3 separate regions of the Mus musculus genome follow, and all the other regions are linked to region 3. A link is a contact called in public promoter capture Hi-C data. All regions are on one chromosome and are shown on one strand. The core of a region is the stretch at or near the end of the contact, and the rest is flanking DNA. Distances in the headings are between cores, read along the strand shown. Region 1 has its middle 28 kb from the start of Fbxw24. Region 2 overlaps Map4 (microtubule-associated protein 4). Region 3 holds the start of Ccdc51 (coiled-coil domain containing 51).

Region 1 (3,731 bases), core at 772-3,271, 510 kb before region 3:
AGCCAGGGCTATACAGAGAAACCCTGACTCGAAAAACCAAAAAATAAAATAAAATAAAAATAAAAATAAAGAAAATGTTAACATGGAAAATTAAAGTTAATTGAGCTTATGGTTTAAAAGGATTAGAGTCAATAGGGTAGAGCAAAGGCATGGAGGCAGGAACAGTGGAGAGTGCACATATTGATCTGCACATAGAAAGCAAAGAGACACCATGGGAATGACAAGTCTTTTTAAAACTCAAAGACTATCCACAGTGACACAACCCCTCCAACAGAACCACACCTCCTAATCCTTCCAAAATAGTTCCACCAACTATTGGCCAAGCTTATGGGACTCATTCTCTTTCAGATTACCACACATGCACACACGTGCAAATCACACAGAATCACGCAGAAAGAAACCCCATAGCTAAGCCACTTGAGTGGCCAAAGTAAATGGATCCTCAATCATATGGTGAGCTCAAGGCTAAGCTGGGGTACATGACACCACCTCTCAAAAGAAATAAAACCAAAGGACTAGAGACGAGGCTTGGCAGTTAAGACAAGAGCTTCTCTTCCAGAGGACCATGGTTCGATTCCCAGCACCCACAGGACAGTTCACAACTGACAATCCAGTTCCAAGGATTCATCGCCCTCTTTGGCCTCTGATGAAACTACATGCTTTTGGTACACATTCAGGCAAAGCATGCATACATACATGCAAAAGAAGCTCCCTGACTGACTGACTCTCTAGGTAAGGGGAGTTTATGACTGGAGACCCAGCACTAAGGAGGCTGAGCCTGACCACAGGGAGCTCAAGGTAGCTTAGACTGTGTGACAAAACCCTTTCTCAAGTAAATAAGGCAATATTGCCAAACAGAAGAGACTTTTCTGAGTTGAGGAATGAAAATATTAATAAATTAAGAAAGCAGGCAAAACAGAGACAATTTGTTCATAGAATTTTAAATAATTTCTTAATGATTTTCAGAGTTTGTGCCATTCCCCTGTGGGGCCCTGAAAAGCAGCCTGGTTTGGTTGAAAGAGGCTTGCTCTTGAGACCCAGTTGAAAATTTTACAAGGGATGGGACAGTGAGCCACGTTCCCAGGGAGGTGTCTGATACCACAGAGTCACCAACACCATAATTCTGTCACTGTCAGTCATTCAGACAAAGCCCCAAGCTCCTGGCATTCTAGCTTGACTCCACCCTCATAGTTACCTGAGTATGAGGCCTGATATGGTCCTCTCCACAGTTACCTGGCAACAAGACTGTAGCCCAGCCCACTAGAAAAGGAACTAGAGTTGCTTGGCCCTTCCTCTCTCTCTCTTAGACTCTCACCTTTCTTACTCTCATTTCTAGCTCTCCTTTCTCGTCTCTTCCCCCTCTTCTCTCCACTTGGCCATGGTCAGCCTCTCTCTCTCTCTCTCTCTCTCTCTCTCTCTCTCTCTCTCTCTCTCTCTCTCTCTCTCTCTCTCTCCTTTCTCTCTTTCTCCCTGCCTTTCTACAATAGAGATCTAAAACAGTAGACTGTCTCTGCTCATCATGGCCTGATGTGCTTGAATGATGGGGTAGGATTTCCCCTGAAGAGCCATGTCTAACTTTCTTGAAGGCCTTCCTGTGCCCTTCCTCCTCCATGGACTGTACCAAGGATTCTTGCCTGCATGGGAAACACCCAGTGCCCCTTATTCCCCTGCCTCCTTCCTTTGACCATGAGGCTGGCTGAGCCACCCTCAGGGCTCCCACTTTGTTCTCAGCATTTCCAAGGTATCAAATTCTGTTTGGGATGCCTAAGACTGAGAACCTGTTATCTCTGGACTCATTGAGGCCCAGAGACTTCAGAATGCCTGCCCTTTTTCTACACCCAGCCCTGGCAGGCTGAGTTCTATGGCTTCCCACAGGCAGACACCCACCTGGGGCCCAGTGGAAAGCTTATGGCAGTTCTCCCTATTCTGCCTGCCCAGAGCACCAGAACTCTGAGGGGACTCCTATTTCCTCCCTCTCCCTTTATTCCCCCATGCCTGCTGCCCTACATTCCCCCATCCTTGAGTAGTGAAAACAGAACTTGAATGCTTAGAACAATGGATTTTATGACCTAAGTGGAGTTGTCTGCCTTGCTGCACCTGCCATTTCCTTTAGGAACTTAGAGGGAATTGACTGGCCAGCTAAGGTTGCTTTGCAACACAATCCAGCTGAAACAAAGGATGGGTTTTGTGGTCTTTCCTTTATGAGCTGGAGCTGCAGAATTGAATTTTGAGTTTTGATCAGATCCTTCTTTTGGCTCTATCCTTCTCACACACACTATCTTTTTCCATTTCCAGAACCCCATTCAGGTAAACCCAGTTTTCCATGGGCATTGGAAATATACAGGTGATGCTGGAACAAGGGGTCTAAAATGGGTTGACCCACTGAGAAATGCTGTCTTGGGTAGAGGTCCAGAGAAAACAGAGGAAAAGTAACGGTATCCTGCACACTAAGAAACAAACAGCATTAATGGTAGCACTAGATATAAAGTTTATTTTTTGGAGGCTGTTGTTGCAGGTCATGCATTTAAGCAGGATACAGCGAGGCTGGAGTGATGCTGACCAGATGCTGATTTCACCCAGGGGCGAAAGCGCATTGGACAGGGGAATTTTATATAGGGATATATCTGTAGCCAAGAGCTCCATCAGGAGAGAGGAGCAAGGTTTGTAAAAAACAGATGTTAGAAAAATTCTTAGCTCAATTGAATTTATGCACTGAGTGTCTCAGAGAAGTAGAAAGAAAGAGAGATAAATAAAGAGAGAGAATAGGTTTCCCCAGTCCAGGACCTGTTAGCAAAATGTACATAAGCTATTTCAGAACTCTCCTAGTGACAGTTGGAAATTGCTATCCAGCTTCCTCTCTGGCTCCTACTGGAGATATCCTTAGTCCTGGTTAAATCTAGGTCCCTTTGGGACACGAAATTCTCTTCTCTCTCTGTTTATTGTCTGCCCTTGGTGCACCAATCTGTCCATGTGTGTCAATTTATGTCTATTTTCATTTCATAATTTGAATGATTGTTGTTCTATGTTTCATGTTGAAAAGGAAAAATGGTTAAAACTTTATCTCTGGCTATCCACCCCTCGATTTAATCTAACTTGTTTAGAATGCAGTCTTAATTTGCAGAGCAGAAACTAATAAGTTATCCTGCATGATAACTGGGAGTCAAGCTCAGCTGGAGACAGGGTGTTTTTCCCTTGAAATTACAGCTAGAAAGGATGAGAAAATTTTGTTTGGTCTAAATATAAAAGATGTGTGTACTACTTCATTTTTGTTTCTGAGTGGTTTTAAAGGTATAAATATGTTCGGCATGTCTTGGTTATAAAGTGTTGACTTATAAGTTATTGGGTATGATTAGAAATTTCTAATATTGCTAAGAGTAAGTTAACTTAAACCTGGTAACTCAGGGTTGGAATCATTCTAAACAACAATACTTGGCATGAGCCAACCCTATCCTATCCTAGAAACTATACTCATAAAGGATAGGATTTAAAACAGTGTCTCTTTAATGAGGTATTAAAAGCTGCTCTGTCATGCATTCATATATAAAAACTGGAAGCCAAACATTTTAAAGTGAAAGTAATACTCCTCGTATTGATTTTTAAAGAGAATGGATTGTTTACACTGTTAATAATTGGGTTTGTTTTCCAAAACTCCGGTTATGTTCTAAAATTGCAAAACAAACTTGAAAATTATAGTAATCTGCCAGTGTTCCATTGGCTGCAGTTTTCACTTC
Region 2 (3,841 bases), core at 588-3,087, 900 kb before region 3:
CCCTGGCTCTTCTTCCAGAGGTCCCAAGTTCAATTTCCAGCAACCACATGGTAGCTAGCTTACAACCATCTGTAATAGAATCCTATGCCCTCCTCTGGTGTGTCCAAGGAGAGCCACAATGTACTTAAGTACATAGAATAAATAAATCTTAAAAAAAAAGCTGATTCTGTAATTATACATTTACTGGAAGTAATCACTAATATAGGAATTCCTGTACAATATCCCTACATATATATCCAGAAAGATGAAGCAATTCTTTGCAAATTATAATATAATGTTACAGGTATACCAAACAATCATATAGGACAGGCAATTATAGAAAGATCTAATTGTATTTTAAAAGAAATGCTTATAAAACAAAAAGAAAGAATAAAGACCCTCTAGGATAGACTAAATAGTACTCTGTTTAAATTTCCTAATGTTAATGAGAAAGGAACAACAGCAGCTGAGAGACACAGGGTTATTTTTAAAAAATTGTGGAATTAACTCAGTCTATATACTATAAGGATGTATTAACATCAGAACGGAATCCAAGAATATCTTGCATTGGGGACATGGATTTGTTTATCTTTCTATAGGAAACAAAAAGCTGTGATAACATCAAACAAAGCTAAGAGTTGATCGGGAGATCTTCTGAGAAGATAACCTGACCAGTCACTGCCTTTGCCTTCGAGCCAAAAAATCCTGGTCAAGAGATCTTCGATCCTTAACCACTGAAAGGTCTATGAGCAGGACTTTGGTCTACAGCAATACAGAGGCCATCTACAATGCAGAGCAACAATAGGCCTATGTGAAGAATTTTAAGACAGACTGCTGAATACCACATCCTGCATGCCCAAGTCAGAACTATAAGTAAGCCAAAGGTTCACAGAACTGAGGGAAGAGAGATTAAGAGACTTTGACAAGGAACTCCAGAAAATAAGATGCTAGAAGATAAGACAGTCCAGGATTATAAATGGTTCAAGAAATACTCAAGTTAGCCAGACGTGGTGGCGCACGCCTTTAATCCCAGCACTCGGGAAGCGGGGACAGGCGGATTTCTAAGTTCGAGGCCAACCTGGTCTACTGAGTGAGTTCCAGGACAGTCAGGGCTATACAGAGAAACCCTGTCTCGAAAAACAAAACAAAACAAAACAAAACAAAAACAGAAAGAAAGAAAAGAAATGGATATAAAAAGGCAACAGAAGGGCTAGAGCATGACTGTTCTTCCAGGGGTCCTGAGCTCAATTCCCAGCAACCACATAGTGTCTCACAACCATCTGTAATGGGATCTGATGCTCTCTCCTGGTGTGTCTGACGACAGCGATAATATACTCACATACATAAATTTAAAAACTTAAATTAAAAAAAAAGAAAGAAAGAAAGAAGAGAAGAGAAGAGAAGAGAAGAGAAGAGAAGAGAAGAGAAGAGAAGAGCAGAGCAGAGCAGAGCCAAGTCAGCAGAGACAGAGCGCGGTAGAGCATTAGAGGAGGATTGGACTAGGGTCAGAGAAGAGTAGGGCAGAGTAAGTACAGTTCAGGTGGCAGAAGAGTAAAGTCAAAAACAGTGAAAGGTGATAATTGAGAAGGTGACAGTTGAGCCAGGAGAAGCTGAGCTGAGTCAGAAAAGATATTGTTAGAAGACAAGAGAAAAACCCACACAAAGAGAGAAAAAAGAAAATAGCTATAATTGAGGACAGCCAGGGCTACACAGAGAAGCCCTGCCTCAAAAAAAAGCAAAACAAAAAACAAAAAGGAAAGGGTTAAGGAGCCGAGTGGCAGCTGTGCTGTGAGCCAGGAGAAAGCTTCAGGCCAAGCAGAAAGACTGAGCACAGGCTCAGCGCAGCCAGACTCTTGCCAACATCACCCTCTTGTGGCAAATTTGGCAGACTGCACTATTTCATTAAGGCCAAGTCACATGCAGTCTGTCCACTAGTCTGTCCAGACTGACTGACATCCTCTAACCTATCCTCTGTACTCTGCACATGACCTGAAAACGCTGGACCAAGGCTCATCCTTGAGGAGCGCTATCCTAGACTAATTTCCTTATATTTTTTATGTAGACCAGGCTAGGTTGGATCCACCTGCCTTCCAAATGCTGGGATAAAAGGCATGTACCACCACCTAACTTTTTATTCTACAAAAATGCTAGCCTCAAAGAACTTAGTCTTAATTTCTATCTTACAAATGGGACACAGAATAAAGTCTTAAGCGAACTGCCCACAAACTTGCTAACTGCTTGTGGAAGCCAACAATGAGTAAGGTACTCACTAGCATAAGACAGCCACAGAATCTGTTACTGCTATTTGAAAGGCATGCAAGGGCGAGGCACAGAGTACTGATAATAAACTCCTAGGCATTGGGCAGTTTAGGAGTAATCAGGGAAGAGCAATACATCTGGAAACAATTTCAAACGCAGTAGACAACAAGCAAGCCACTGCACCCACTCATGAAATGCATCCCTCAGGCCGGACATGATGGCGCACGCCTTTAATCCCAGCACTCGGGAGGCAGAGGCAGGCGGATTTCTGAGTTCGAAGCCAGCCTGGTCTACAGAGTGAGTTCCAGGACAGCCAGGGCCACACAGAGAAACCCTGTCTCGAAAAACAAACAAACAAACAAACAAAAAAGAAAAAAAAGAAATGCATTCCTCGCTTTAACAGAAAAGGATTCTTAGGGGGCGCTGGTGCCATCATGTTTATTTAAAAAAAATTGTACATAGGGAAAAAAGCAACTTTCCTTTTCATCAACTAATCTCATTTTATGTTTTGAGATGAGGTTTCTTGTAGCCCAGGTTATCCTTGAAAAGCCTATGTAACCACCTTAATTTCTTTATCAAGCTAGGATCTCATAGGTGTGGATGACAATGCATGGTTTACCGCTCACTTTTTAGTTAAAGACAGGGTGGTCATTTAAGAATTAAAGGAAATAAAGTCAACTACTGTTCTATTACACGCATAGCTCATTCAGCTGCCCCCTCTATATCTAGATATGAGGACAATGCTTTAAACTTCCCTTGATTGGCCCGAGCCTACAATCAAACAAGTGAGAACCTAACCAAGCCTGCTCCAAAAACAAAACACAAACTCAAGGTGTATACCTCGACTTTGAGCACCCAAAAAAAAAGTAAAATCAAACACAAATGATGAGGGTTAATAAATCGGCCTTGAGGAACATGCTTACAATCCCAACACAGAGAAAGCTGAACCAGGAGAGCCAAAGCTCCAGAACAGCATAGGCTACACCTTAAGACCCAAAGTAACAATAAGTCTTTAGAGCTCTTCTTCCATAATGCCTAAAAACTATTCCAAGTAACTTACTTGTGGTTAGAGATGACCCACTGTCTAAATTCACTTATTGCTATAGCACAGAATCCAAATTCAGTTCTCAGAACCCATGTAGGGCAGCTTACAACTGCTTCTAATAACTCCAGGCACCTTATGGTCTCCAAACATAGCATAACTCATACAAATACATAAACATAAATGAAAATAAGATAAAATAAATCCTTTTCATTTCTCTTCTTTGTTTTGTTGTTGTTATTTAATATAGGGTTTCTGGGCAGTCCTGGAACTAGCTCTGTAAATCATGTTGGCCTTGAATGTAGAGATCCACCTGCTTCTGCCACCTGAGTGCTGGGATTAAATCAATGCACCAACACTGATTGGCTATAAATCTTTTTCTTAAAACATACTGGTTCTTGGGACTGAGTGATGACTAAGTGTTTAAGAACACCTGGTGCTTTTGCAAAAGATCTAGGTTCGGTTCAAAGTTCCCACATAGGAGCTTAGAACCATCCTTACTATACAGCAGTTCGGGGGATCTAGCACCCTCTTCGGGCCTCTACAGGCACCAGGCATGCA
Region 3 (3,945 bases), core at 2-2,501:
GCCCTAGGTTCAAGCCTTTATTGCACACATTCATTCAAGCAAGCAAACACACACACACACACACACACACACACACACACACCCCTCCGTCACTTCTTCAGCTGAAGCATCTCTTCAGGATTTTATATTATCTAACTGTATCACTGCTTGAAACGTAATAGTAATCCATCTTTCCTGCTACTGTGGTTAATGGGAACTCAGGTACAAATGCTAGGCTGACAAACTCACATCACCCTAATTAATCCCTCTTGTTTTCTCTCCTAACTCAAATCCAATCTATTAGCAAAATCCTGCTGACTTTCTAAGCCTAGGAGTCTCCCCAACCCCCATCTCTGTCAGGTATACAAAGTGGTCTCGCTGGCTAGCATGCCATGGCTGGACTACCCCTCACTCATCTCCATTCCATCTCAACAGCCTTCAACAGTCCCGCAGTTTCTTCAGGGCAAAAGTCAACGCCTTCTCCACAGCTTCAGGGGATCTGACTCTCATTGTCTCTCCATTTTCGACTGCTTTCTCACTCCTTCCAATCATATGAAGGACTGGAACACACAAGGCCGTCTTCCACTCAGGGCCTTGGCACTGCCTAGCTCTTCCCTGTTCACAGTTGTCTCCCTGGCCTTCCTAAAGTCCTGCTCAGAGAGCCCCTGGAGAAGTCTTTTTTAACTACCCTAGCAAAAATGACATCCCACCAAGGGAGCATTCCTTAACCACTTTCTCTGCTTTTTTTTTTTTTCCTCCCCACACAGGTCACATAAGGTGTGATGCGTATTTTACTTATTTGCTCTGCGGTAGGTTTGTCTTGCTACAATGTCAGCGTTCCTCAAGCCTCAGTCCAGAATACAATGTATCTATACAAAGTACATACTCAAAAAAACGAACTAGAAGAAAGAATTTGCAAACACTTGCACTCATTGTTTCAATAAGTCCGAACTTTTTCCCGCGGCTTCTGAAGCTGAGGACTGGGTGATAATTGGCCACTACCCACTTCTGCCATCTCCTATCCCATCTCGTGCCCGCCACTTGAGCTTTCCTCGGTTCCGGAAAGGCACTTGCATGTACCCTCCCCTCCACCTGCAATGCTTTCTTTCTGTGCCGGATTACAAGCTTTATAGGCAGACACCATCCCCCACTCCCACGGTTTCGGATAAACCCAGGCAGAAGGAGCCTTCCGCCCCGTACCTGAATTGCCTAAGCCTATTAGGCTCCAGCAGAAAGCCCCGCGTCTGCCACTCAATTGACCCCTGACCGGTCAGCACCCGCCCCTGAAGGCATCCTTTAAAATACGTGAGGGTGACTTCCTGCCTAGCAGCCAATCAGGGGCCACGCATAGGTGCGGCATAAGCGAAGGCTGTAAGTCCTGTTTCCGGCATACGATCAGGGGCTGGTGAAGGGGCTGGAGGCGCCATGTCGGGCCGGGAAGGTAAGGCTATTTGGAGATCGGGGGTGGGACGGATGGATGGGGAACCATGGGAGGGCGATCGATGGCGGGGATGGGCCGAGCATGCTCGTGTCGCCCACAGGTGGCAAAAAGAAGCCCCTGAAACAGCCCAAGAAGCAGGCCAAGGAGATGGACGAGGTGAGGACGGGAGCGGAGGCCGGGCGGGCGCTGAGGGTATGGGCGACTGGACTGGAGTGAACCTGCTTTGCCTCTCTGCAGGAAGATAAGGCTTTCAAGCAGAAACAAAAGGAGGAACAGAAGAAACTCGAAGAGCTAAAAGCCAAGGCCGCCGGGAAGGGCCCCCTGGGTAAGTGAAGATCGAGCTATTGTAGGTATACTAGGGCAGGACAGGTCTGTTCCGGGGGTCGTTGGTGAACTACTGGGTCTGGTGTACACTCTGGCCAAGCCCCCTGCCTTGGGTTTGTGCAGTTCGAAGAGGGCGGGAGTGGAAACGTTGCCTCTCAAGACAGTCATGGGCTTCCAGTTCATGGAGAAGCTACAGAAGTGGAAACACCAACATGTACGCCGCACAGACACATATAGCTAAGTTTCTGAGTATCCTCCTGTTTCTGGTTACAAACTAGCAATTCACTTTATAGGTTGTTAACCTTAGAACATAGGACTTTTTTTACTTGCTGGTCGTGTTATCAGTAATGATACTGAGTCGTGCTATCTAGACTAGAGGATAAAAGTCCAGGCTCCTTAGCATGTATTTCGCTCTGGGTACTATTTTGTTTTGTGGCTATGCTGGGGAGCACACTCATTTGTGCAAAGCAAACCCTCCCTCTTGAGCTGTAGCCTACGCTCCATGCTCTCTCTGTGCCTTGCCCACGATTTTTTCTCTTGAGAGTGAATCACAGGTCCAGGAGTCCTAATATCTCATTAAGAAAAGTTTTAATTTTTGTATTTAAGCATATAGGTGTTTTTTATGCATGCATATCTGTGTACCATGTGTGTGCAGTGCCCTGGAAGACCAGACAAAGGTCTCCTGGGACTGTAGTTACAGACAGTTGTGAACTGGGAATTGAACCCAGATCCCCTGGAAGAGCAGCCAGTACTCTTAAATGCTGAGCCATCTCTCTAACCTTTGTTGTTGTTTTTTAAATTGATAGACAAGTTCTCTACCATTTGGGCAGTGGTGGCTCACATCTTTAATCCCAGCACTTGGGAGGCAGAGGCAGGGGGATTTCTGAGTTCGAGGACAGCCAGGGCTACACAGAGAAACCCTGCCAAAAAAAAGTTTCTGAGGCTGGCCTTGAATTTTAGATTCTCCTGCCTTCACCTAGATAGCCAAGATTAGAGTCTGTGCAACCAGCCTGACTTTGTGTGCATTGTAAAAGCACTATTTTGCATTTTCTAACTAGCAATTATTTCTGCCTGTTATCAGTGTCACATAGATACTGGAACTGTCACCCCAAGACCTATTGCATTGGGTTCGATCTGTTGTTTATCCACATAGCAATGTAATTGTAGCTGTTGTGATTGCTTTTTAAAATGAGGTCAGTTATCTGGCACCTTTAATCTGCGATTATGTATAAGGAGGTCAGACCTTGGTTAAATCCTGTACAGACAAAGTGTTTATAATCTGCAAATCCAAAGTGTCCCAGATCTGAGAGCTAACACCAGAAGCAAACTCCTGGTGTTGGATGATGCATTACAGTCAAGTGCAGAGGCCCTGGAAGTGTTGTGTTACATTCACTTCAAGCCATGTGCATGGGGGTGAGATGAAGCATGAGTAAGTGCTGGCTCCACAATTGGATCCGGTCCCTGAGATATCATGTGTATGCAAATGTCCCCCAAATCCCAGGAATTTCTGATAAAGGAACTTGTAACGAGTACTACTTCTCACTGAGCCCCATCCATTTTGGGTTTCTTGTTTGTTTTAAACAAGGTCTCCTAATAATTCCCCATCCTGTGACCTTGACCTCGATATGCTAGGGTGCACCTCTGTACCTGGACTCTTAAGATTTGTTTTGTCATGGTTCTTTTGTGCTCTTGTTCTGTTTTTGACAGGGTCTCTGTATAGCTCTGGGTGCTCTGGAACTCACTATGTAGACCAGGCTGGCCTCAAACTCAGAGGACCACCTGCTTCTTTTTCCTGGGTGCTGGGGTTAAAAGTGTGCACCTCCACCGCTAAACTGTGTGCTCTCTCTCTCTTTAGTTTTTTGAGACAGGGTTTCTCTGTGTAGCCCTGGCTGTCCTGGAACTCACTATGTAGACCAGGCTGGCCTTGAACTCAGAAATCCGCCTGCCTCTGCCTTCCAAATTCTAGGATTAAAGGCGTGTACCACTGCTGCCTGGCATTATGTTTAAAATTGAATAAAATGAAGGCATAATAAACCAATCTCTAAACCGGGTGTGGTGGCGCACGCCTTTAATCCCAGCACTCGGGAGGCAGAGGCAGGAAGATTTCTGAGTTCGAGGCCAGCCTGGTCTACAAAGTGAGTTCCAGGACAGCCAGGGCTATACAGAGAAACCCTGTCTCAGGAAAAAAAAAAAAAAAAAAA

Evidence for each region. Promoter capture Hi-C pulls out the DNA fragments that hold promoters and counts their contacts.
Region 1: a contact with region 3 is called in a promoter capture Hi-C map of embryonic stem cells, with 3 times the contacts expected there. The contact joins the enhancer-like site here to the promoter of Ccdc51 in region 3. A contact is called at or near these places in 4 of 39 promoter capture datasets (the 3T3-L1 cell line, embryonic stem cells, hippocampal neurons and 1 more), 1 of 15 datasets of contacts at CTCF or cohesin (stem cell-derived epiblast-like cells), 8 of 484 Hi-C or Micro-C datasets (cardiomyocytes, cerebral cortex, cortical neurons and 4 more) and 6 of 115 datasets of contacts at active chromatin or transcription factors (astrocytes, embryonic stem cells, epiblast stem cells and 1 more).
Region 2: a promoter capture Hi-C map of embryonic stem cells shows a contact between it and region 3, with 4 times the contacts expected there. The contact joins the enhancer-like site here to the promoter of Ccdc51 in region 3. A contact is called at or near these places in 4 of 39 promoter capture datasets (the 3T3-L1 cell line, 3T3-L1-derived adipocytes, embryonic stem cells and 1 more) and 7 of 115 datasets of contacts at active chromatin or transcription factors (astrocytes, embryonic forebrain, embryonic stem cells and 3 more).

Annotation. Positions count from the first base shown.
Region 1 is chr9:109,595,746-109,599,476 of GRCm38.p6, reverse strand. No RefSeq gene overlaps it. Among named protein-coding and RNA genes, the nearest start is that of Fbxw24, 28 kb to the left of the region's middle. Within about 2 kb of position 2,021, at least 5 of the 459 cell types and tissues checked have an H3K27ac peak or open chromatin away from gene starts, as enhancers often do. A contact at or near this core is called in embryonic stem cells, where this site is marked.
Region 2 is chr9:109,983,642-109,987,482 of GRCm38.p6, reverse strand. The region is part of intron 2 of Map4 (microtubule-associated protein 4); the gene reads right to left. Among named protein-coding and RNA genes, the nearest start is that of Map4, 54 kb to the right of the region's middle. Within about 2 kb of position 1,837, at least 51 of the 459 cell types and tissues checked have an H3K27ac peak or open chromatin away from gene starts, as enhancers often do. A contact at or near this core is called in embryonic stem cells, where this site is marked.
Region 3 is chr9:109,079,802-109,083,746 of GRCm38.p6, reverse strand. Ccdc51 (coiled-coil domain containing 51) reads right to left here and starts at 1,251. Exons shown (of 4, transcript NM_025689.4): 1 at 1,180-1,251. Tma7 (translational machinery associated 7) reads left to right here and starts at 1,366. Exons shown (of 4, transcript NM_183250.2): 1 at 1,366-1,420; 2 at 1,521-1,576; 3 at 1,658-1,745. The coding sequence starts at 1,405.